Linked DNA regions of Mus musculus: all the other regions are linked to region 1. Evidence: chromatin contacts called from public HiChIP or PLAC-seq data. All regions are on one chromosome and are shown on one strand. The core of a region is the stretch at or near the end of the contact, and the rest is flanking DNA. Distances in the headings are between cores, read along the strand shown.

Region 1 (3,240 bases), core at 308-2,807:
AGCATGAGGGTGTTACCCTTGGCGGATCGGGTCAGGGGTTTCCTGTGTGCATTCCTGGGAATACCAGCTAGAGGCTGCCCTGACTTTATGTCTCAGGTTGGGAAATTGAGGCTCTTTGGAGGATTATGAGTTTTGCCTGCCCTGGGTTCTCAACTAAGGATGCTGGGCCACAGTCTGCATCATCCCTGTTGACTGATTTGAGGTCTGACCCATCTTTCTTTTTTTCTTTCTTTCTTTCTTTCTTTCTTTCTTTCTTTCTTTCTTTCTTTCTTTCTTTCTTTCTTTCTTTCTTTCTCTCTCTCTCTTTCTTTTTCTTTTTCTTTTTCTTTTTCTTTTTTTTTTTTTTTTTTTTTTTTTGGTTTTTCGAGACAAGGTTTCTCTGTATAGCCCTGGCTGTCCTGGAACTCACTTTGTAGAGCAGGCTGGCCACGAACTCAGAAATCCGCCTGCCTCTGCCTCCCGAGGGCTCGGATTAAAGGCGTGCGCCACCACTCCCGGCTTCTGACCCATTTTTCTACGCCAAGCCAGGACACCAGAAACTGGTGGCAGGTTGAGCAGAACCCAGACTCTAATTCAGGTGTTTAGACACCACAGCCTCTGTCTGGCTTTGCAGCCTGGTGAAGGGAACTTCCAGGGCCTCTCAGAGAAGCACCTCGGAGCTTCCCTGTTTCAACCTGTCGCCTGGACTAGGCTGTGCATTCAAAGGGACTGTAGTTTCTTGGTCCCTGTAAGCTGGGACTCTCTTCCCACGCCGGGCTGAAGCCTGGCCCACTTCGTGGACATATCGGACGACCTGCCTTGGTGGCGGAGCCGTGCCTCCTCTCCCCACTCCTTAGCACAGAAAGAGCGCTCTGATCTGCCTGAGGCTGGTAGATACTCTTGCGGGCTCTCAGGCCACACCACATCTATCACGTGCCCTAGTCTGCGCGCAGCAATCTATCCCTCACAGATGCCTCCTCTGCGGGCCTCTCCGGTAGCTTGCTTGCCTTCTCAACCCCGGGGACGCCCAGCGTTGCGCTCCCTCCCAACACTCCCTGGGAACCCGCTCCGCACTCTAAACGCTCTCTCTGTCCCTGCCCGACTACCTATTCGGGTCTCCACAGGCCTTGGCGGCCCTGTGCTCTCCCCTGGGAGTGAGTGACACATCCTGACGCTTAACCGCTGGGTGGCCGCCTGGTGTCTTGGCCCGGAGGAGGGGAGGGGACTGGGGGGGGGGGAGGACACCTCCCTGCCTCCTCTTTTTCTATTCTTTAACATCTCTGGGTATGTTCCTCCTCTCTCTTCCTCTCTTCCCTATTCCTCTTCTTCTCCCCTTCCTTTCCTCCTTTCATCTCCTTCCTTCCCTAACTCCATCCTCCTCCCTCTTCTTCTAGCCCCATTCCTCCTCCTCCTCTCCCTCCTCCTTCCTCCTCCCTTCCCCTTCTCCCTCCTCCTCCTCCTTTCCTGTCCTCCTCCCTCCTCCTCCCTCCTGGCTGCTCCCCTCCTCCTCCCTCCTCCCTCCCCTCCTCCCTGCTCGGCTCGCTCACTCTCGCGCTGGCTGGAGGGGCGGCCGGCAGCTGGCGCTGGCCGAGGCGGCGGCGGGATGGGACGCGCGCTGGGGCGCAGGAGCCGCGGCGCCGGCGGGGGCCGCGCAACTCCGGCCAAGTGCAGGGCGGGCGCGCGCTGAGCCCGGGCGCCGTCTGCAGCCGGCGGCCGAGCGCGGAGCTGAGAGGTGCGGGAGGCGGCGGCGCAGGAGCGAGCGGAGCCCGGCGCCGGCTCCCGGGAGGACCATGCGGGCCCCGGCCGCGTCGCTCGGGCTGCTGCTGGCGCTGAGCGCGCTCCGCTGCGCAGGTAACGCGGCCGCGTCCCCTCCCCGACCCCGCGCGCAAAGTTGCTGCCTGGGTCCCAAGTCCCGGGCGGCCGCCGCCTCCTGCTCTTGGCGGGTCTGGGGAGCCCCGGGCGGCCCAAACCCCGCGCGCGTCCCCTTTGCCTCCTCTCCAGTCCCAGCTGCCCTTTGGATCCTTTTGGGGCTCCGGGAGCCACAGGCAGGGCTCCCTGAAATACCCCTCCTTACGCTGCCTGGCACCCGGGCCCCGGGGTCTGCTGGAGATGTAGTGGCCCAGCGTCCGTGGATTGCTGTCCTGTTGTCTGGACACCTGCGGGGCCTGGAGGTCGTCTGGGCTGGCCATGTCTGGCTTGGCTGCAGTCCTTCCCGCGCCTGGTTGCCCCTCTGTTTCCAGCCTCCCAAAGCTACCCGCTCCCCCAAGTGGCTCCCGCTGTCTCCCAAAGTAGCTTCCGCAGGCAGCCAGGTGACCCTGCCGCTCACCCTCTGGAAGCGCGGGTCGTCCCAGCACCCTGACCCATACGTGGTCTAGCAGGACCCGGGAGCGTGGTCCGCTCAGGCACCTAGTGATGTCTAACGTGAAGGTGTTCAGAGCCCTCGCCCCGGGATCCGGGAGTCTGGCTCCAGACTGGCACCTGCGCAGCTGTCGCCTAAACCCCGCGAATGGGGGAAGTCAGAATAGCCAGTTATATGCTGTTTGCAGCCTGGGATGGAGTTGGCTAGGTTCAGCCACCTCGGTGTTGCTACGTGTTGGTTGTAGAGGAAGCTTATCCTAAAATGACAGTACCCCCCTCCCCCACCCCAGGCAAGTAGAGACAATCCCAAAGGCTGGGAAGAAGCGACAGTCACGAGCCCTGTTCATGTGCGTATGAGGGCTGTGTTCTCCAGACCTTTAAAGCCCACGTTTTGGGAGCAGGTAGCTTTAGACTGAGAGCTTCGCTTCCCATTCCTTAAAACAAAAACCGACCGTACAGATACCCAGAACGCGGAAGGAAAAATGCACCCTCAACTTTGCGGCTCCGACTGCCTGGGTGAGGTCGCACTTAGGAGTAAACCTGGATGCCAACTTGTTTGGAAGGATGACTGTGCATAGGCAAAAGTAAATATTGCCTTCCTTCTAGATGACCTCAAGTGACCCCAAATATTTACTAAGACTTTCCCCTTGGAGAGATGGTGGCCAGCCTTGGGCTTTGTTTGCACCACTGGAGGATGGCTCTGGTCCTCAAGTGGAGGGCTCTTCCTTGGCGCCGTTAATGAGCAACCTCGAGCTGCTTGCTCTTGGAACTCCCCTGTGGGTTGGAGAGGGGCACTGACGGGGGTCCAGGCCATTTCCTCAGAGCGGAAGCTCTGAGACGCGGTTGCCAAAGTGCACAGTCCCTCGGACTTGCAAATTACAGTGTTGTGGCTATTTTCTCTCT
Region 2 (3,240 bases), core at 543-3,042, 480 kb after region 1:
AGAGCCAGCTGCAAGCTAGAGTAGTTGAGACAGCAAGCTTTGGGTTCAAGCTTTGATTTATAAGGTGGAGAGTGTTTGAGGAAGACATCTGTCCTATAAGTGTATAAACACACACAGGAGTATACAACACACACACACATGGACACACACACACTGGAAGGGGGCAGAGCCCACATGCAAAGACCAAAAACAGAAAGAAAGAAAGAAAGAAAGAAAGAAAGAAAGAAAGAAAGAAAGAAAGAAAGAAAGAAAGAAAGAAAGAAAGAAAGAGAGAGAGAGAAAAAGAAGAAAAAAGAGGAGAGAAAAAAAAAGACTAACCACATAATTTAAAGTGAATTTTTGAGAAACAAGCGTCCTCTCTTCATAATAAGAGTCATGGAAACTCAGAGTAGCACAGTCCAGCATCACTCCAGAGAAAAACAAAAATGGCTGGTGTACCACTTTGGCTCTTATATTGCTAATCTCTCTCTCTCTCTCTCTCTCTCTCTCTCTCTCTCTCTCACTCACTCACTCTCTCTCTCACGCGCACACACACACACACACACACACACACACACAGCCCACTGTCCCCACCTCTTACTACACACACACACACAAACACACACACAAACACTATATTCTTCATGGGCCAAGTTCTTGGTGAAGGAACAATGCCCTTGGTATCTAGTATTGCCTGTCCTGTTGGTTCAGGATGCAAAGTTTCATCTAACGTATATCCTTGGCTTGAAATTTCCTCCTTCTACAATACCGTGTCCAGTCAGGTGCTGGATGCCTGTAACTTTGTAAACCTAGAATGAACTGAAAGGCTCTGACAAGCAGGCAGCAGCTGCCCTCTAGGGAAGACGGGGCCCAGTGCCTCCTGCTTGCCTGCAATGTTCTCATGAGCTCTATGTACACAGCATACTGAAAATGGACTATGATTGCTTTCTTACAGCTTCAAATCATTCCCAGCCCAAATGTGCTGATGGTGGGGGTGGGGGGTAGAGTGCATTCTGGGCTCTCAGACAGATCATATGTGACGAGAGTAGATGTATCCTGGTGTCGACAGCAGGTGGATGGCTCTACCTGCTTATTGTGAACAGAAGCTGGGCAACCGTATCCCAGGTTCTCAAGGTTCAGTGCAGACAGAACCAGTGTGAAGTATGAGGATGTGGGATCCTTGAGTAGGTGGGAATGGGGGTGCTTGGGGGAATGGAGGGTGCAGAGGGGATGGGCAGCAAGTGTTTCTTGGCTTTCAAGTCACCTCATGATCACTCATTGGTCACTTCCGGCATGTGCACCTTTCTGTCACGACAAGCTATAGCTATTTTTTTAAGTGTTCCAAAATTACACATGAGTGTCAACCTCACACATTTTCAAGTAGGAAATAATGGGAGGAACTGTGCCATCGTATCCCACACTCAGATACCGGTGGCTTGGCATGATTTATCTCAAGCATTGTTACTGGGAGTATCATCTTCTCAGAATGTGTGTGAGAGGAAAGAGTCTCTGATCAGCTGTCAAACATCTGGAGCCTCATTCTTCCCTGAGTCCTGGTGGCAGTGCTCTCTTGTCTATAAAATTAACATTGTGCTGCTCTGAGCCCCAGAACAATGGGTAGGGGAGAAACCGGAATACTTCCGATATTTTGCTGGGAGTAGAGAGTATTTGTAATCATGGTGATTTATCCACAAGTTCATTTTTTTTTTTGTCCCCCTGCCAAAACTCAAAGATCCACAAAGATAGGACTGCTAAAAAGCAAACAGCTTGCTATGAGTCATACTTGGGCTGAAATTATGAACTGAATGGGTTTTTAAGGACCATTAAAATGTCAGAATACCTCATCTCTGTAAACAAGTAGGGAAGGGCGTGGTCTCTAAAGCTGAACTTCTGCCTCTGCCATGCACGTTTTCCCCCTTGTTTAAATGAATCCATTCTGTCACTGAGGAGCAAAAATAGATGGTCCTTTTCAACTCCTTTACAGTGAGATATTAGCTAGGACCTAGGCAGGGGTGGAGAGGTCTCTATGACAGAGAAGACTGATCAGTATTAGAATAAAGTATTTATTTAATTGTTCCAGATTTCTCTTTGAGAGTAGCTCCTTTTTTTTTTTCATCAGCAAAATGAGCGCGTATCAGGTTATCTTGCCTGCATTCATATGGAGCTGCTGGAATCGGCTTCCGCTAAGGCCTCGTTACCGTGAATAGCAAGCATGATGTATGCAAATCATTTCCCATTATAAATATAGATTATTTCCTCTTTCCACAAACCATGGCGACCACAATAAAAATGATGAACTGTGTTGGGAAGAAAGACATAGCAATTGAGAAGCTGAGGGAGGGCGTTTATGTTTGGCTTATCAAATTATGCACCTTTTTATCTTCTGAGTTAATGGTATTGTGTTCATAAGCTTTGCATATTCTAATTTATTTCCCCAGACTGCAAATAGTTTTCCTTGTGCCTAGCCAGCTTTCTGAAGGCCTAGCAGATAGCCCTGGCTGCTGGCTTTTGTCCTTCATGTATGTGGAGGTACGGGTCTGGAATATAGAGAACTCTGGCCAGTCTCACCCTGCAGATCCTGACCAGCACTGTCCTTGGAATGGGCTGTCCCAGCCACACTTAAAATCCAATCCATTGTGTTGCCCTCTGCTCTTGCGGGATGTGCCATAGGATGCCAGCTCGCACTAGGGCTAGGTTAAGCAAAGCTGCGAAACCGGAAATGGCTGTGTACCTTAGAACAAGCCCTGCCAGACCAACATGGAGGGCACAACACCACCACTGCTGGCACTGAGATAGCGGTGGGCAGCTGGCTTTCACGTTGTCGTATAGATGTGGTGCTCTTAATTAGGCTTCAGTATACTATCCTGTGGCACTGGCATAACGGGTGCTTGGTCTGGGTTCTAAAGGTCGAATACCTTAGAGACAACTCATAACATTGGAGAATAGCTCAGCAGCACCAGTTTTTAGGAAGGGTGTTGATCAAGTTTATCTGCACAAGTGAGGGAGCAGAGTAAAGTGATCACCTAGGCTGTAGGGAAGGGAGCCTGAGGAGAACTGAGCCCAGATCAAGTGGGCACTGGACTGCAGAGGCAGGGGACATACAGGTCAATGCTGGCTAGATCTGATATGGTCAGTTTCTGTCTCTGCAGAATGGAGTGGGCATGACTGATTAATCTCTGAGCCTGGCTGCCATGTGGTACAGATAACTGTTGGTCCTTCATCCTCCTTTCTCTTTCTACATCCGTGACTCCCAGGAATGGA
Region 3 (3,240 bases), core at 399-2,898, 410 kb after region 1:
TTTCGGGAAAACTTGTGTTTAAATCCTTATTATAGTTCAATCCAGTTGTCAACTTGACAATAAACCTAGACACAAAACTTGACACAAACCTGGGAAGAGAGATCCTCAGTTGAAGAATAGTCTAGATCAAATTTTCTTAACTGCTGATTGATGTGGGAGGGCCCAGCCCCTACTATGGGTGGTAGCACCCCTGGATTGGTGGTACTGGGTGCTATAAGAAAGCAGGCTGAGCAAGCCATGGTGTACAAGCCAGTAAGCAGGACTCCTTCATGACCTCTGCTTTGCATTTCTTCCCTAACTTCCCTCCTTGACAGTAAAACAAACCTGATAAGGTGAAATAAACACCTTTCTTCCCAAGTTGCTTTTGGTCATTTTCTTATCACAACAATAGAAAGCAAACAAAGACAGTCTTGCTTTGTAGTCCAGGCTTGCCTGGAACTTATAATTCTCCTGCCTCAGTCTCCTGTGTGCCGAGATTACACGCATCCACCACTTTACTAGGTATCAGTGATATGATGATGTAAGAATTATCATTCATATTTAAGACCTGATGTGGTGGTATACGCATATTTAGAAATATGTACCAAAATGTTAACAGCATTTATGAGGGGAAGAAAAAAAAAAGATCCTGTCTCCAAATGGATTTTAAAATCTTGAAGAAACATCTGGTTTTAGTTTATATCAAGCCATTTTTTCCCCCTTTGGGAGGATTTTGCTGACCTGATTTCTCAGATATTCAAAGTTTACATGGTGGCCATGTTGTCATTCTCAGAAGATGTCTCCCAATGAACTCCTGTCTTTCAAAGTAACTCTGCCTGTCTGTCTATCTATCTATCTATCTATCTATCTATCTATCTATCTATCTACCTATCTATCTCTCTATCAATCCATACACCTACCTTCCCTTCCTTCCTTCCTTCCTTCCTTCCTTCCTTCCTTCCTTTCTTTCTTTCTTTCTTTCTTTCTTTCTTTCTTTCTTTCTTTCTTTCTTTCTTTTTTTCTTTCTTTCTATCCATACACCTGTCTGTCTCTCTGTCTGTCATCTACCTATCATCTATCACCTTATCATCTATCTGTCTATCTATCTATCTATCTATCTATCTATCTATCTATCTATCTATCTATCTATCTGCCAATCAGTATGCTATGATGTCTGTATGGAGGTCAGAATATAACTTGTAGAAGTTGGTTCTCTTTTTTCACTGTGTGGGTTCCGGGGATCGAACTTAGGCTGCCAGACTTGGTGGCAAGCACCTTTACCCACTGAGCCACCTCACAGGGCCCAAGCTTCTGTTTTCTAACATCAATCCTTCCTCAGCCCCTCGACCACATTTTATTTCAAGGTGTTGGGTGCAGGGTCCTGGCGGAGCCGGTTCTAACGTCCATGGATGCAGAAGCTTCCAAGTGGGTTTTGGCCACGGTGAGAGGCCCATACTGAAAAGGCCTCTGAATGCAATAATTGAATAGACATAATTACAAGGCTTCATGCCATGTGAAATTGTAAATAGACTGACAATGTAATTTGCACTCATTTATGATACAGTAGCTCATTAAGGCTCCAATTTCCATCCCTTTCATTAACAAGCTCATCTGCCCCTCTGAGTGAGGCCCCTTTTGTGTGAGGTGTGGCTCTCTGCCCACAGCGATGCCCAAGCGAGTGCAGAAGCACTCTTGGTGACAGTGCAGTGAGTGGCCAAGTGGTATCCTCAGGGTGCTTATCCGTCAGCAAAAGAGAAACAGGTGCAAATTATGGGATGTCTCTCTCTCTCTATGTATATTTTTTTATTTGAGTACATCTATTTTGTTTGGATGGCAGAGAATTCTTAACATTAAATATAAGCTGTGGGATGCTAATACACCTTCCACAATCATAGTCCCTGTGCCATGGTTTCGTGGGGAGAATTAAATGAATGGCCAACCTGCATGCTAAGCGCAGGGCATGGTGCCTGGCAGAGCGAGTGCTTCAGAGATGTTTGTAAGGGAGTTGAGTGCTCAGCTCCACCTGCAAACCAAACCTTCCTCTGTAGAAACAGAATAGTGGTCAGCAGGGTTACACTGGAAAAAGGGAGTCTCTATGCTGCCAAGGCTGGTGGCCATGAGCAAAGAAGTACTTGATGGATGCTGAGCTTTGAATCCACCATTTCTTTTCTTCCTCTGGTGAACTGTGTGGCAATCCGAACCTGCCTGCTGCCAGGCTCATCCTTCTCCAACTACAAAGTGCCACTGGTCACCGTGATATACATTACCTGCTCATTATCTGTGCAGGCCTCAAGTTAGACACACCCAGAATCTACAGTTAAAATGAAAACCAATGATGGCTCAGTGGTTAAAGGCACTTACTGCCAAGCCTCATGACCTGAGTTTGACCCTGTTACACATAGAGGAAGGAGAGAACCAACTTCTAGATGTGTTCTGGCTTCCACAAGCTCTCTGTGGAAAACACACACACACACACACACACACACACACACACACACACACGTAATAAAAAAAAAAGAACTAGTGGGCAACATGTTGGACTTTATTCTTCTTTCTTCAAAAGGATTGTCTCCGTTTTTCTGTCTTTCGCACCATCCTGTTTTCCCTACAGATGAACTAAACATACATTTCTTTGTTTCCGTACTGTGGATGACACACCACCAGCAGCTTCACGCTTCTGCCATCACGACTTCCCTGCCATGATGGACTGTGCTCTCATACTGTGAGCCGAGACAAATGCATTCTTTCTTAAGTTGCTTTTTATCAGGTGTGTTGTCCTCGCAACAACACAGCGACTAGCACATTCCGCTTTGCTTCTTTCTGCAGTTTTCTGTGTATCTTCTCTTCTTCACTCACACAGATTTCTGTGGTAGAGTTTATGGATTTTCTACCACCTGCTGCACACTGGCTAAGCATCTCAGATTCAGGACACCAGTTGTCATAGTCAGCTTCCGGGGTCAACGTGACACTGACCTAGAGTCACCTGGGAAGAGAGAACCTCAGCTGCAGAACTGTCAGACCAGCTTAGCCTATGACCATGTCTGCTAATGGATGGAGGAGGGAATAGCCCACTCTGGGCAGTTCAATCCCTATGTGCATGGGCCTGGGCTGTATAAGGAAGGTATATAGCAAGCCAGAGGAAGCAAGCCAGTAAGCAGTATGATTCTTACTGCCTCTGCTCCTACTTGAGTTTCTGCCTGACTTTCTTCAGTGACAGACTGTGACTTGAAAGTGAAAGTCAAATAAATACTTTCCTCTCTG

The links. HiChIP or PLAC-seq counts read pairs in DNA pulled down with a chosen protein or histone mark.
Region 2: a contact with region 1 is called in an H3K27ac HiChIP or PLAC-seq map of VIP interneurons, with 6 times the contacts expected there. The contact joins the enhancer-like site here to the promoter of Tmem132b in region 1. A contact is called at or near these places in 7 of 484 Hi-C or Micro-C datasets (cerebral cortex, cortical neurons, embryonic stem cells and 2 more), 5 of 115 datasets of contacts at active chromatin or transcription factors (SST interneurons, VIP interneurons, embryonic forebrain and 2 more) and 1 of 9 other capture datasets (embryonic stem cells).
Region 3: a contact with region 1 is called in an H3K27ac HiChIP or PLAC-seq map of VIP interneurons, with 7 times the contacts expected there. The contact joins the enhancer-like site here to the promoter of Tmem132b in region 1. A contact is called at or near these places in 5 of 484 Hi-C or Micro-C datasets (the AtT-20 cell line, liver, olfactory sensory neurons and 1 more), 3 of 115 datasets of contacts at active chromatin or transcription factors (SST interneurons, VIP interneurons and neural progenitor cells) and 1 of 9 other capture datasets (embryonic stem cells).

What each region holds. Positions count from the first base shown.
Region 1 is chr5:125,530,861-125,534,100 of GRCm38.p6, forward strand. Tmem132b (transmembrane protein 132B) reads left to right here and starts at 1,558. Exons shown (of 9, transcript NM_001190352.1): 1 at 1,558-1,830. The coding sequence starts at 1,770.
Region 2 is chr5:126,006,354-126,009,593 of GRCm38.p6, forward strand. No RefSeq gene overlaps it. Among named protein-coding and RNA genes, the nearest start is that of Gm40329, 33 kb to the right of the region's middle. Within about 2 kb of position 1,793, at least 14 of the 459 cell types and tissues checked have an H3K27ac peak or open chromatin away from gene starts, as enhancers often do. A contact at or near this core is called in SST interneurons, VIP interneurons and cortical neurons, where this site is marked.
Region 3 is chr5:125,945,338-125,948,577 of GRCm38.p6, forward strand. All of the region lies in intron 1 of 1700048F04Rik (RIKEN cDNA 1700048F04 gene), which reads left to right. Among named protein-coding and RNA genes, the nearest start is that of 1700048F04Rik, 18 kb to the left of the region's middle. Within about 2 kb of position 1,649, at least 2 of the 459 cell types and tissues checked have an H3K27ac peak or open chromatin away from gene starts, as enhancers often do. A contact at or near this core is called in VIP interneurons, where this site is marked.